Regions from separate parts of the Mus musculus genome. Here region 2 is linked to region 1. A link is a contact called in public ChIA-PET data. All regions are on one chromosome and are shown on one strand. Each heading gives the region's core, a stretch centred on a gene start, on an enhancer-like site or on the middle of the called end of the contact. The rest is flanking DNA. Distances are from core to core; before and after follow the strand shown.

Evidence for each region. ChIA-PET counts read pairs in DNA pulled down with a chosen protein or histone mark.
Region 2: a contact with region 1 is called in an RNA polymerase II ChIA-PET map of memory CD8 T cells, with 18 read pairs. The contact joins the enhancer-like site here to the promoter of Selenoh in region 1. A contact is called at or near these places in 24 of 39 promoter capture datasets (the 3T3-L1 cell line, the C10 cell line, the HPC-7 cell line and 13 more), 7 of 15 datasets of contacts at CTCF or cohesin (CD8 T cells, the G1E-ER4 cell line, the NIH/3T3 cell line and 4 more), 65 of 484 Hi-C or Micro-C datasets (the 3T3-L1 cell line, the AML12 cell line, B cells and 32 more), 28 of 115 datasets of contacts at active chromatin or transcription factors (the 230-238 cell line, T-cell acute lymphoblastic leukemia, acute myeloid leukemia and 16 more) and 4 of 9 other capture datasets (adipose tissue, embryonic stem cells, liver and 1 more).

What each region holds. Positions count from the first base shown.
Region 1 is chr2:84,668,007-84,673,336 of GRCm38.p6, reverse strand. Selenoh (selenoprotein H) reads left to right here and starts at 2,629. Exons shown (of 4, transcript NM_001033166.3): 1 at 2,629-2,854; 2 at 2,947-3,092; 3 at 3,221-3,350; 4 at 3,940-4,122. The coding sequence starts at 2,751. The coding sequence ends at 3,321. It overlaps Tmx2 (thioredoxin-related transmembrane protein 2), which reads left to right. Exons shown (of 9, transcript NM_025868.4): 7 at 18-83; 8 at 184-313; 9 at 805-2,026. The coding sequence ends at 948. Btbd18 (BTB (POZ) domain containing 18) reads right to left here. Exons shown (of 5, transcript NM_001145100.1): 5 at 4,556-5,330. The coding sequence ends at 5,146.
Region 2 is chr2:84,496,475-84,501,804 of GRCm38.p6, reverse strand. Gm13710 (predicted gene 13710) reads left to right here. Exons shown (of 3, transcript NR_046046.1): 2 at 178-285; 3 at 361-1,057. Among named protein-coding and RNA genes, the nearest start is that of Gm13710, 7.7 kb to the left of the region's middle. Within about 2 kb of position 2,689, at least 10 of the 459 cell types and tissues checked have an H3K27ac peak or open chromatin away from gene starts, as enhancers often do. A contact at or near this core is called in effector CD8 T cells, memory CD8 T cells and regulatory T cells, where this site is marked.

The DNA.
Region 1 (5,330 bases), core at 1,380-3,879:
ACTATATTTTTTCGCAGGTACAACTGTTCAGGGCTAAATTTTGGGAAGGTAGATGTTGGACGCTACACTGACGTTAGCACACGGTATGTAGATGCTTGGGCTAAAGACCTGAGTGAGGATTCCTGGAGTGATGTAAGTGATGTATACAGGTGCACTACTCAGAGTCCTCGTCTGGCCCTGTAGGTACAAAGTGAGCACATCACCCCTCACCAGACAGCTCCCTACCCTGATTCTGTTCCAAGGCGGCAAGGAGGTCATTCGTCGGCCGCAGATTGACAAGAAAGGACGAGCTGTCTCTTGGACCTTTTCTGAGGTAGGTGAAACACATGGGCAGTGGTTTGGAGAAAGATACACAACAGTGATTGGGCTTTATTCTTAGTCTGGGTTTAATCCCGAATTCTGACACTGGCCCACTGTTTTTTGAGGATGTAGATTAGTTACAGGATGTCACCTATTAAGTCAGCAGGTTTATGTTATATGCTGCTAATGCTGAGGAAAAATGATAAAGACTTGGTCTGTGAAGTGCCTGTATTCATTCTGTAGCCAATTAGGTTCCTCATCGCTAAACTTGAGTAAGTGGGAGGCAGTACCACCTGGCTCATATTGCTTTACAGTTGCAGGTAGATAGAATTCTTGGCACAATAACTGGCCTCTAGTGAACACTTAAGTATCAGAAAAGAGGTAGGTTAGGGCAGGTCGCTGCCCTCTGACTTACAGGTTGTGCTTAGTTAAATACTTCCTGCTCCTGCTCTCTGAACTTTACCTTCTCACCCAGCCGTTGATGTGTTCATCTCTTTTGCATAGGAGAATGTGATTCGAGAATTCAACTTGAATGAGCTATACCAACGAGCCAAGAAGCACTCAAAGGGTGGAGACATGTCAGAAGAGAAGCCTGTGGACCCTGCTCCCACTACTGTGCCAGATGGGGAAAACAAGAAGGACAAATAGGATCCTGCATTGTTTTTGCTTCCTCTCCTGTCAATTTCAGGAACCTTTGAGGCCCAGTTCCAGCTATAACCACAATCCTTGCCTGAGGCCTTTTGATTTCTGTTTGGCTGTGCCTGGGTAGGGGCACTGTGCCTGCTTCTGATTTTGAAAGAAGCATCCTGGAAACCATGAAGTATTCTACTATGAAGGGCGCATCTGCCCTGGTCAGCTGTTTCTCGAAGGGAGTGATCTTATCGATAGAGGTAGAAATGGTTTCCCTCCAAGGTTGGGTCAATGTGTAAATTGCTATTCAACACTTGGATATTACCAGTCTGTGGTTTAATTATTCCTCCTAGTGAGCTTGCAAAGCATAGACTAAATTAAACCCTAATGTTAGATGTCAGTATAAAGCCCTTAGAATTTTTCCTCAAGGACCCCTTCTTCCTTTAGGCCTTTCTGTCTTGATCTGTGCATTAAGAAATTTAAGTTTGGGGCTGGAGAAATGGCCCATCGATTAAGAAAGAGCACTGGTGGCTGCTTTTCCAGAGATCCTGAGTTCAATTCCCAGCAACCACATGATGGTTCATAATGGGATCTGATGCCCTCTTCTGGCATGCAGGCAGAATACTATATATAGTAAGTAAATCGTAAAGAGAAAGGAATTTAAGGGGTTGGAGAGATGACTCAGTGGCTAAGAGAATTGGCTGTTCTTCCAGAGGACCCAGGTTTGATTCCTAGCAGCACATAGAGGCTAAACCACCTGTAACTCTAGTCTCAGGGGCTCCAACATCCGCCCTTGACCTTGGCTGGCACTGTATGCATGTAGTGCACAAACACGTGACGGAGGAACACATAAAAGGCTTGTATGTGTTATCATTTAAGGTCACTGTTCCCAATTAAAAGCCTTCAACCATGATTTTCATCATTGGAAATAGAATTGAATGGCCACCCTGTGTTGTGGGAACTGAGAAGGGCAATATAAACCTGAGAGGTTCCTTTGTGTGGTGGGGCCTGAAGAAGAAAGCCCCACGGCTGGACAGCTGTTCTCTCCTCCTATCCCACCGCTTCCCCTAATAAAGGGACTGTTCTTTTGATTGCCTTGCTGTTTTTCCTTTACTAGTGGGCAGCTGCCGGGGGACTGCTTTTTTTGTTTGTTTGTTTGTTTTTTTAATCCTAAAATTGAATATCAAACCCAGGGACTCTAAAAGCCAAACACCTCTAGACCTCAACTTCCTTTTTAAGGTTGTGGATGAGGGCCTTGATCAGTTGGAGAAATGAACCCTAACTCACCATCCTCTTGATTTCACCTGGGTGTCTGAGAAGATAGGCACCAGCTACAGCGTCTGGATTGTAAATGGCTCGGGTTCAAATACACTTAACCGGTCCGTTTTTGTTTCACCGCATGGAGATGTGGAGTAACAATGTCGGTGCGAATTAGAATTCTGTAGTCTATGTACAAACGCCCTGGAAATGTGGAGTAGACTTCCCTGAGATTGGTCTGGGGATCCTTGGGTAGGAGGTATAGATACCGAAAACCCCCAGCCAAAGGAGGCTTTCAAGACTCCTCCGTCTCCGCCCAAGACAGACCCCCTCAGTGCTGTACAATGTTGGTTTGATCCGGATTTCCGCGCCGACTCCCTTTTGATAGCGTAGTTGGGCTTGAAGGGCCCGCCTTCAGATCACGTGTCCTTCCCCCCACCCCCGCACATTTCCCTTTGCTGCGAGATTTGAACTTTGCATCTGTGATTCCCGGCTGCTGGTTTGTCTCTCCGGAGTTGCATCGCCCCTTATTCCACCAACGCGCCATCCCCGAAATCCGTGCCATGGCCCCCCACGGAAGAAAGCGTAAGGCGGGGGCCGCGCCTATGGAGACGGTGGACAAGCGCGAGAAACTGGCGGAGGGCGCGACCGTGGTCATTGAGCATTGGTGAGGGGTTGGGGAGTCGAGGAGGGCGGGAAAGAGTTGGCTCTGGCGGCTGAGACCAGAGAGACCCCATTTGCAATCGCTTGTGTCTGTAGTACGAGCTGACGCGTGTACGGCCGCCATGCTGCTGCCTTGAGCCAGGCTCTGCAACTGGAGGCCCCAGAGCTACCTGTGCAAGTGAACCCGTCCAAACCGCGGAGGGGCAGCTTCGAGGTGACGCTGCTGCGCTCGGACAACAGCCGTGAGTGGAGGCCGCGATGGGGGGTGGGTGGGGGTGGGGCGAGAAGCGACTCCCGGCCACCTGATAACTGAGGGGAGGGGGTACCAATGAGTACCACCATAATTTGGCTTTATCCCATCCTTTCCCAGGTGTTGAACTCTGGACTGGTATTAAGAAGGGCCCTCCACGAAAGCTCAAATTTCCTGAGCCTCAAGAGGTGGTTGAAGAATTGAAGAAGTACCTTTCATAAAGAGGTTGGGAAAGAGTCCTCATGTTGAGGTTTGCATCGTGACCAGGGCATGCACACTGGGATAGACAGGGAACGTCTCCTTACCATTTCGGTGTATTTTTCATGGGATTTGGGATTTTCGAAGAGGAGCTAAATTGTAGAACTCCTGCTGATAACACTCCCGACCCCCAAACAAATCTAAGAGCCATTTGTACTCTCTTGAGTTAGTTAAGTCTTAGCCTGAGGGCACAGGCAAGTTTTGTTTGCTAATTCAGTTTTCCACCTCTGGTGTTATTTTAATTCTATGAGTCTATTGCAAATCAATAAATTCAATAAAGTGTGGCTTACTTGTAGTTAAGGTTTTTCTCCCTTGTATTGACAGCCTCTTTGCTGTTACTTCACTTTACCTGGCTTTTCTGTGTTTTGTTAGTAATCTGAGATAAGATAGCCTCAACCCATCCCGCTCGTACCCCCACTTCTTGGTTACATGGATTTTATTTTTGTCCCGTGTTTCATGCATGTTGACTGATCACTGATGGAAGGTGAAGTTAATGAGCTCCAGAGTTGTAGGTGGGGATGGGCTTGTCTCCTGGTCCTTGTGATGGAACCCTACTCTGATGTTCCCTTCTCTGTTTGCAGCTTTCAGTCCCTGGAGATGTTGAAGCATTTATGATGGTGCATGGCCAAACTTAAGCTATGCACCTGAAGCCATAGTTTCTTCCTCACCAGAAGTGATGGTTCAGTTGTGAGGCAGCCCTCCAGCAAGACATTGTAAAAGTGTTTCAATTGTTTAATAAAAGGTCAAGTATCTGAGAATAAGGAGCAAGTTTAAATTTTGTCTTAAAGAATGGGTAGAACCAGCTTTGTGGGGCTGTTGGTCTGTATTTTTCAGAGTGCAAAGTAACTCGTGTCTGGAAATTGTAAGGCCTATGGTGAAACACTTATAAAACAAGAATGTTGCTAGGTTTGGTGGTGTATACCTGCAATCTCAGCACTTTGAAGTCTCACAGGGGGACTGGGCCAATCTGGCCTACCAGAGACCCTTGCTTAAAACAGAACCACAGCTGGGCGTGGTGGCGCACGCTTTTAATCTCAGCACTTGGGAGGCAGAGGCAGGCACTCTAGTTCGAGGCCAGCCTGATCTAGAGTGAATTCCAGGACAGCCAGGGCTACACAGAGAAACCCTGTCTCGAAAAGCAAAAAAAACAACAAAAAAACCAGCCAAACAAATGAAAACCAAAACCACAAAGCAAATCTGTTTTTTAAAAGCAACTACTTTTAATCTACTTCTCAGAAGTGGTCGTGGAAGTAACATCTTTCTAGCTTCTGTGGCAGCTTTTCCTTGACTTCCCATACTGGCAGTGAGTAAGCCCCATAGGCTGGGCTTAGAGGCACAAGCCTGTAACACTAGCTACAGGAGGCTGAGGCAGAAGTCAAAGTTCAAAGCCAGCCTGGGCAATTTAGAGATTCCACTCATTTCAGTGTTCTACTTAACATGGCTTCATTCCTTCTCAAACCTTCTTTGAATACAACCACAAACAGTGCTTGAAGTTCCCTGAATTTTCAGTGACTATAAGATATCTCATGAATTGAGAGGCTACTCATAACTATCCTTATGACCTGAGTTGGGTACCACATAGTTTTGTCACTGAAAAATGGATTACAAAGAAATTGCTTTGTTCATAATTTTCTAACCATGGTATTGCTGTTTGACTTCTGCCTGGTGCGGAAACCTGAGGAGGGGAGATCAGTTCTGAGGAGGTGCTTGCTTTTCTGCCAAGAACGCCTTCTGTTGATGAACAGTTATCACCCTCCCAGGAACTCTAACCTGCCCTCCTGCCTCCACTATGTTAGTATATCTACCTCAGTTTCTGACTCTGAGGAAGGGTCAGGCCAAACAGAGGGAACACTAGTGGGCCCCAGCTTCTTTTCCACTGTCCAGTCTACCACATCAATCTCTTCATCTTCAGAACTGCCAGGAAGTGGGTCCAGCTGTTCAGGGTTGGCAGACACTTCTCTGACTGCCTTGG
Region 2 (5,330 bases), core at 1,440-3,939, 170 kb after region 1:
TGTGTATGTTTTTGGTGATCACTAACTATTCCCTGACATAACACCAGACAATTATCTGCATTGTGGCATGTGACAGAACTATTTTCTTTTTAATGGTTTCCCGGTATTTCATTTTATATGTATATCATATTTTTATTAGCTTGTTTCTTATTTATTTTTGTTGTTTTTTTGAGACAGGGTTTCTCTGTGCAGCCCTTGCTGTCCTGGAACTCGATCTGTGTAGACCAGGTTGTCCTGGAATTCAGAGACCTGCCTTTCTCTGCCTTCCAAGTGCTGGGATTAAAGGTATGCAACACTACTGTCTGGCTTTATTTACAATTTTTAAGTAAGATTGTAATTTATTCTTTTATATTTTAATAGATGAATACAGCACACATGGCCCTTCCACCCGGAGTTACATCGATGAATGCCTTTGGACTTGAGAAGCCCACCTCCCACAGTTGGCACACTGCTGATCATTTTGATAATACCTACTCACTGTTTCCCCCCTCCAGCTTTCCCCAAACCACTCCCAACATGTCTCCATCTCAATGTCATGCCCCCAATTTTTTTCCTTTTAAATTACCAACTGAGTCTAATTAGCATGCCTCTATGTCCATGCACTAGAGCATGAACCTACCAGAGGCCGCAGTCCAAAGAAAATGACCCTCCGTCCCTCAGCAGCAACCATCTGCTAATGGTCCTCAGCTAGGGGCGGAGCCTGGTGAGCCCCTCCCCTGTTTATGCTGGACTTTTCCTGGCTTGATCTTGTGCAGGTAACCATAGCTGGTGTGAGTTAATGAGTGTGGTAACTGTGTGATGCGTATAAGACAGTATCTCATGGCATTCTACCCTATTCCCCAGCAATTATGTTCTTTCTGATCCCTCTTGCAGGACTTTTAGTGGTAGAAGTGGGATTTAATGTAGACGTTCCATTTATGAGCAAGAAGTCAGTCACATATTCTCAGCATTTTGAACTGTTGTAAATCTGTGTGAACTGCTGTATACTGCAAAAGGAAGACCCTCAGACTGAGGTTGAGAGTACTAATTTATGTGAATAAATACAATTTTTTAGAAGGTGGCTTGATGACATGATCACTTAACAAATCAACTAGAGTAAACCCCCCTAGGGTCCATGGCCTCCTCAATCGTGGAATATAGACTAGGTTCACAGAAGCAAGCATAAATTCTCTTCTGTGGAGCAGGTCTCCCTTATCCAGTTGTAAAGTGGTTGGCTATCACCATAACAGCCATGCTACTGTTGTGTTAGTGGACATTTTGCCTGGGAGGTTGACATGCTCCACTTTGTCTAGTAGAAATTGTTTAAATTCCAGCTGGGAGCTTCTACCTTGCTTTATGTTATTGAGTTTCTGGATTAAAAAACACACACACCACCTTTATATTTACAATAAGCCTTAATTAGCACAATAGCTGGGTAGCTGCCTACCCTCCCTGCTGTTAGAATCTACTTTCCTATCAATAACCCCAAGTTATTACTTACTACTTACTATGTTTCATCTGGGCTGCTCTTAGCTCCAATAGGGCAGACCTCAGGGCCATGGTCTCTTGACCCTTATCCCATGGTGGCTTCTTTTCTCTTCTCTCCTGCATGTTCTTCCTCCTCATGGTGCCAAGCCTGGGAAACCTAAACCCCACCTATGTCTCTTCTGCCCAGCTATTGGCTGTGGTCATCTTTATTTGCCAATCACAGTTAACTGGGGGCAGGGTCACTTACCTAGCCTCTTGGACTCTCTCATCTCTGGGCAACCAGTTTTGGGGGCCCAAATTAGCATTAGAATACAAGCAGCAATCAGGCCAACCCACTCTATTTTGAAATCTATTTTTCTGTATATGGATTTTGGAGTCTGTGTATTTATATCTCACTCCAAAGTAAGCTGAAGCAAGCATTAGGATGTTTTTCTCTTAAAATGCTGAGAAATGAGACATTCTTTTTTTTTCTTATGAAGGACAATATTTAATTGGGGCTGGCTTACAGGTTTAGAGATTCAGTGCATTATCATCATGGTGGGAAGCATGGCAGCGTCCAGGCAGATGTGATACAGGACAAGTAGCTGAAAATTCTACATCTTGATCCAAAAGCAAACAGGAGAAGCCTGGCTCCCACATGGCTAGGAGGAGAGTCTCAAAGCCCACCTCCACAATGACATACTCCCTCCATCAAGGTCACACTAACGCTAACAAGGCTTCCTAATAGTGCCACTCCTGGTCAAATCACCACATTCCACTCCCTGGCCCTTATAGGTTTGTCCAAACATAGACATCTATGGGGGCCATACCATAATATAATGCATACCATAGCATAATGCAAAATACATTAGACCAACTTCAGAAGTCCCATAGTCTATAACAGTTTCAACAGTATTAAACATCCAAAGTTCAATGTCTTTTCTGAGATTCAATCAGTCACTTAACTGTAGTCCCCTCTAAAGTAAAAATAAAAAAGCAGATCACATACCTTAAACATCACAAGACACACATTACCATTCCAAAACATCATAGTGAGGGAATAATGGACAAAGCCAAAAACCAGCTGGGCAAACTTCAAATCTGTACCACCAAAGTGGTCTTCAGATCTCCACCTCTTTTCATCTTTATTGATCACAACAAACTTCTTTCCCCTGGGCTGGTACCACTTCCTGTTAGCAGCTTTCCTCGGCAGGTACCCATGGATCTTGCATCTCTAACATTTTGAGGTCTCCAAGGCAACTTCAACCTCACAGCTTCCTGTTCCTGATCATCTGAGATCTACACACGAGCTTCTGGACTTTTCAAAAGGGCTTGGGTCACTTCTCCGGCTCTGCCCTCTGGAGCACTCTAGGCTCTGGTTGACTCCACTTCACAGCTGCTGCTGTTCTTGATGGTCATCCCATGGTATTGGCATCACTAATATGCTGGGATTTCTCATTGCAACTAGGCTTCACAAATAGCCTCTCTCCCTTAATGGTGCCAAGTCTCAACTTTTTTGCAAGATCCATTCAGTTGTGGGGTGAGGCTGTACCAGTGGCCTCTCACAGTGCCAAGCCTCAGCTCCTCTCCATGACCCCTTCATGCCTTCAAAACCAGAAATACTTGCGTGATTCTTATACATTACCAAGTGCAGCAGCAGCCTGAGTTACAACCTTGGCTATCTCTGGAAAACAGCTTCTTTGTGCTCTCAGAAAACACTTCCCAGAAGATTTCACCTCAGGGATGCTAGTGTCTTATTAATCAACACTAATTTTTTAGGTCCAGCTAACCAGCATCAATTGTCCCAGTAGTCTCCTACTCTTGATTCTAAAGCCAGAGCCACATGGCCAAAGCTGCCAAGATCTGCTGCTTACTGGAGCTGGAACATAGTCCCCCTTATTCTGTTACCAGCTTTCTGTTTTCCAACTCCTTCACTGCCTAAGCTTGGCTGTCTTGGAACTTGCTCTGTAGTTCCAGACCTTGAACTCAGAGATCTGCATGCCTCTGTCTCCTGAATGCTTGGATCTAAGCTTTTTTTTACTTGGAACTTGCTCTGTATTAGGCTGGCCTTGAACTTGAGATCTGCTTGCCACTTTCTCCTGGGATTAAAGGTGTGCACCACCATTCCTGGCCCTAAGTTTTTTATGACCATTATTCCTCAAGATTGGGATCAGAAGGCTCAAGATCTGGATCATAGTTGTGCTCTCTGTTTCCAGATTGTAGTTCATTTCAGATTAAAAGTCCAAATGGGAACAATAACCAAATCCCTTGTTCATCTGCAAAAGCGTAAACAATAAGCTTAGCAGGGTGGGACCTTGCATTGAGGTCACCACTCCCTTAATCTGTTTATTTCCTTGAACATAGGATTCAGCTCAATTTTACTTCCTGGTGCCCCTTTATTCTTTGAACCATATGTTTTGTATTTTTCTTTTCTCAGTTTGCTCCTTTTCATTAAAAATGTTCTTCAAAGATGATACTTTAGTAACCACACAACAAAATTTATACCAGGCTGTTTTGAGAATTCCTTTGTCAAAGCAATTAACTGAAATCTCTTCACCTTAACCTCAGGCAGACTCTTCAGAACAAAAAGCAGTCATATTCTTCACCAAAATATAACAAGAACAGTCTCTAGGCTACATACTAATATTCTTCTCCTTTGATAACTCTTGAGCCAGGTCACCACTGTTCAAATCACCCTCAACACCAATGTCTTCCATATTCCTACAACGATGGCTCATTAAGCTCCACTTAGAGCATCTTACTGCCTTCCAAAGGCTCCAAAATCCACATTCCTTCAAACAAAAGCATGGTCAGGAATATTACAGCAATGTCCCAGTCCCTGGTCCCAACTTCTCTCTTAGTTAGGGTTTCCATTACTGAGAAGAGACACCATGACCAAGGCAACTCTTATAAAGACAGCATTTTATTGATGTTGGCTTACAGGTTCAGAGGTTCAGTCTATTGGTGGGAAGCATGGCAGTGTTCAGGCAGACATGGTGCTAGATCTTGTTGCAAAGGCAAACAGAAGAAGAATAGCGAAATGAGACATTTTTACATAGCCTTAATTGTATAAGAAGTCCTAAAAATTTTGACTTTGAAATATTGTCATTAAAATATAGCCTATATTAACATAAAATTCACCTGATAATGCCTTCATACTCATTAATTTAAACCCTTTGACTTTTCTTACTCTTAAGAGTCTCTTCCTTCTCCACAGTTCTGTGCTGGGGATCAGATTTGAGGGTCCCACAAATTCCGGGTTAGTTCTCCACCATGCAGCTCTACCAGAGCCTGATATAGTTCTATATTTACTCTACTTTAATTTAAAAGAATTTTTTTACACAAAGAAAGTTTTGAATAATCCAGACCAGTGGATTTTTACATAATGCATGATTTGTGCTTCTCTAGTTATGCATATTTATATATTTTTAAAAATTATCTAATTATGATTAGACCTGGGAAAAGCATTTTTGGCAAAAGTTCTAAATAGTTTTCTTTCTTACCCCTGAGACCCAAGATGCCAGTTTTTCCCATTCCTGGTTCTGCTTGTTTATTTGTTAGGTTGGAATCTGTCAGGTTCATTACTATTAGACATTTATTTCTCTTTTTTATTTGTTTAATAGTGATGAACCTGGCAGATACCAACCTAACAAATAAACAAGTAGAACTGACATCTTGGGTCTCATGGGTAAGAAAGATAATTATTTAAAATTTTTGCAATTAAAAAAAAAACACCTATGGGTGATATTCTGAGACTGAATCCCAGTTACTCTCCTCTTTCACTCAGGGGTCTAGCACTCATCGGCTATCCTAGCCTGGGTCACTTACCATCATGACTCTCCTCGGATAAATCGCATCTCTTAAACTCTAACATCTCCAAATAA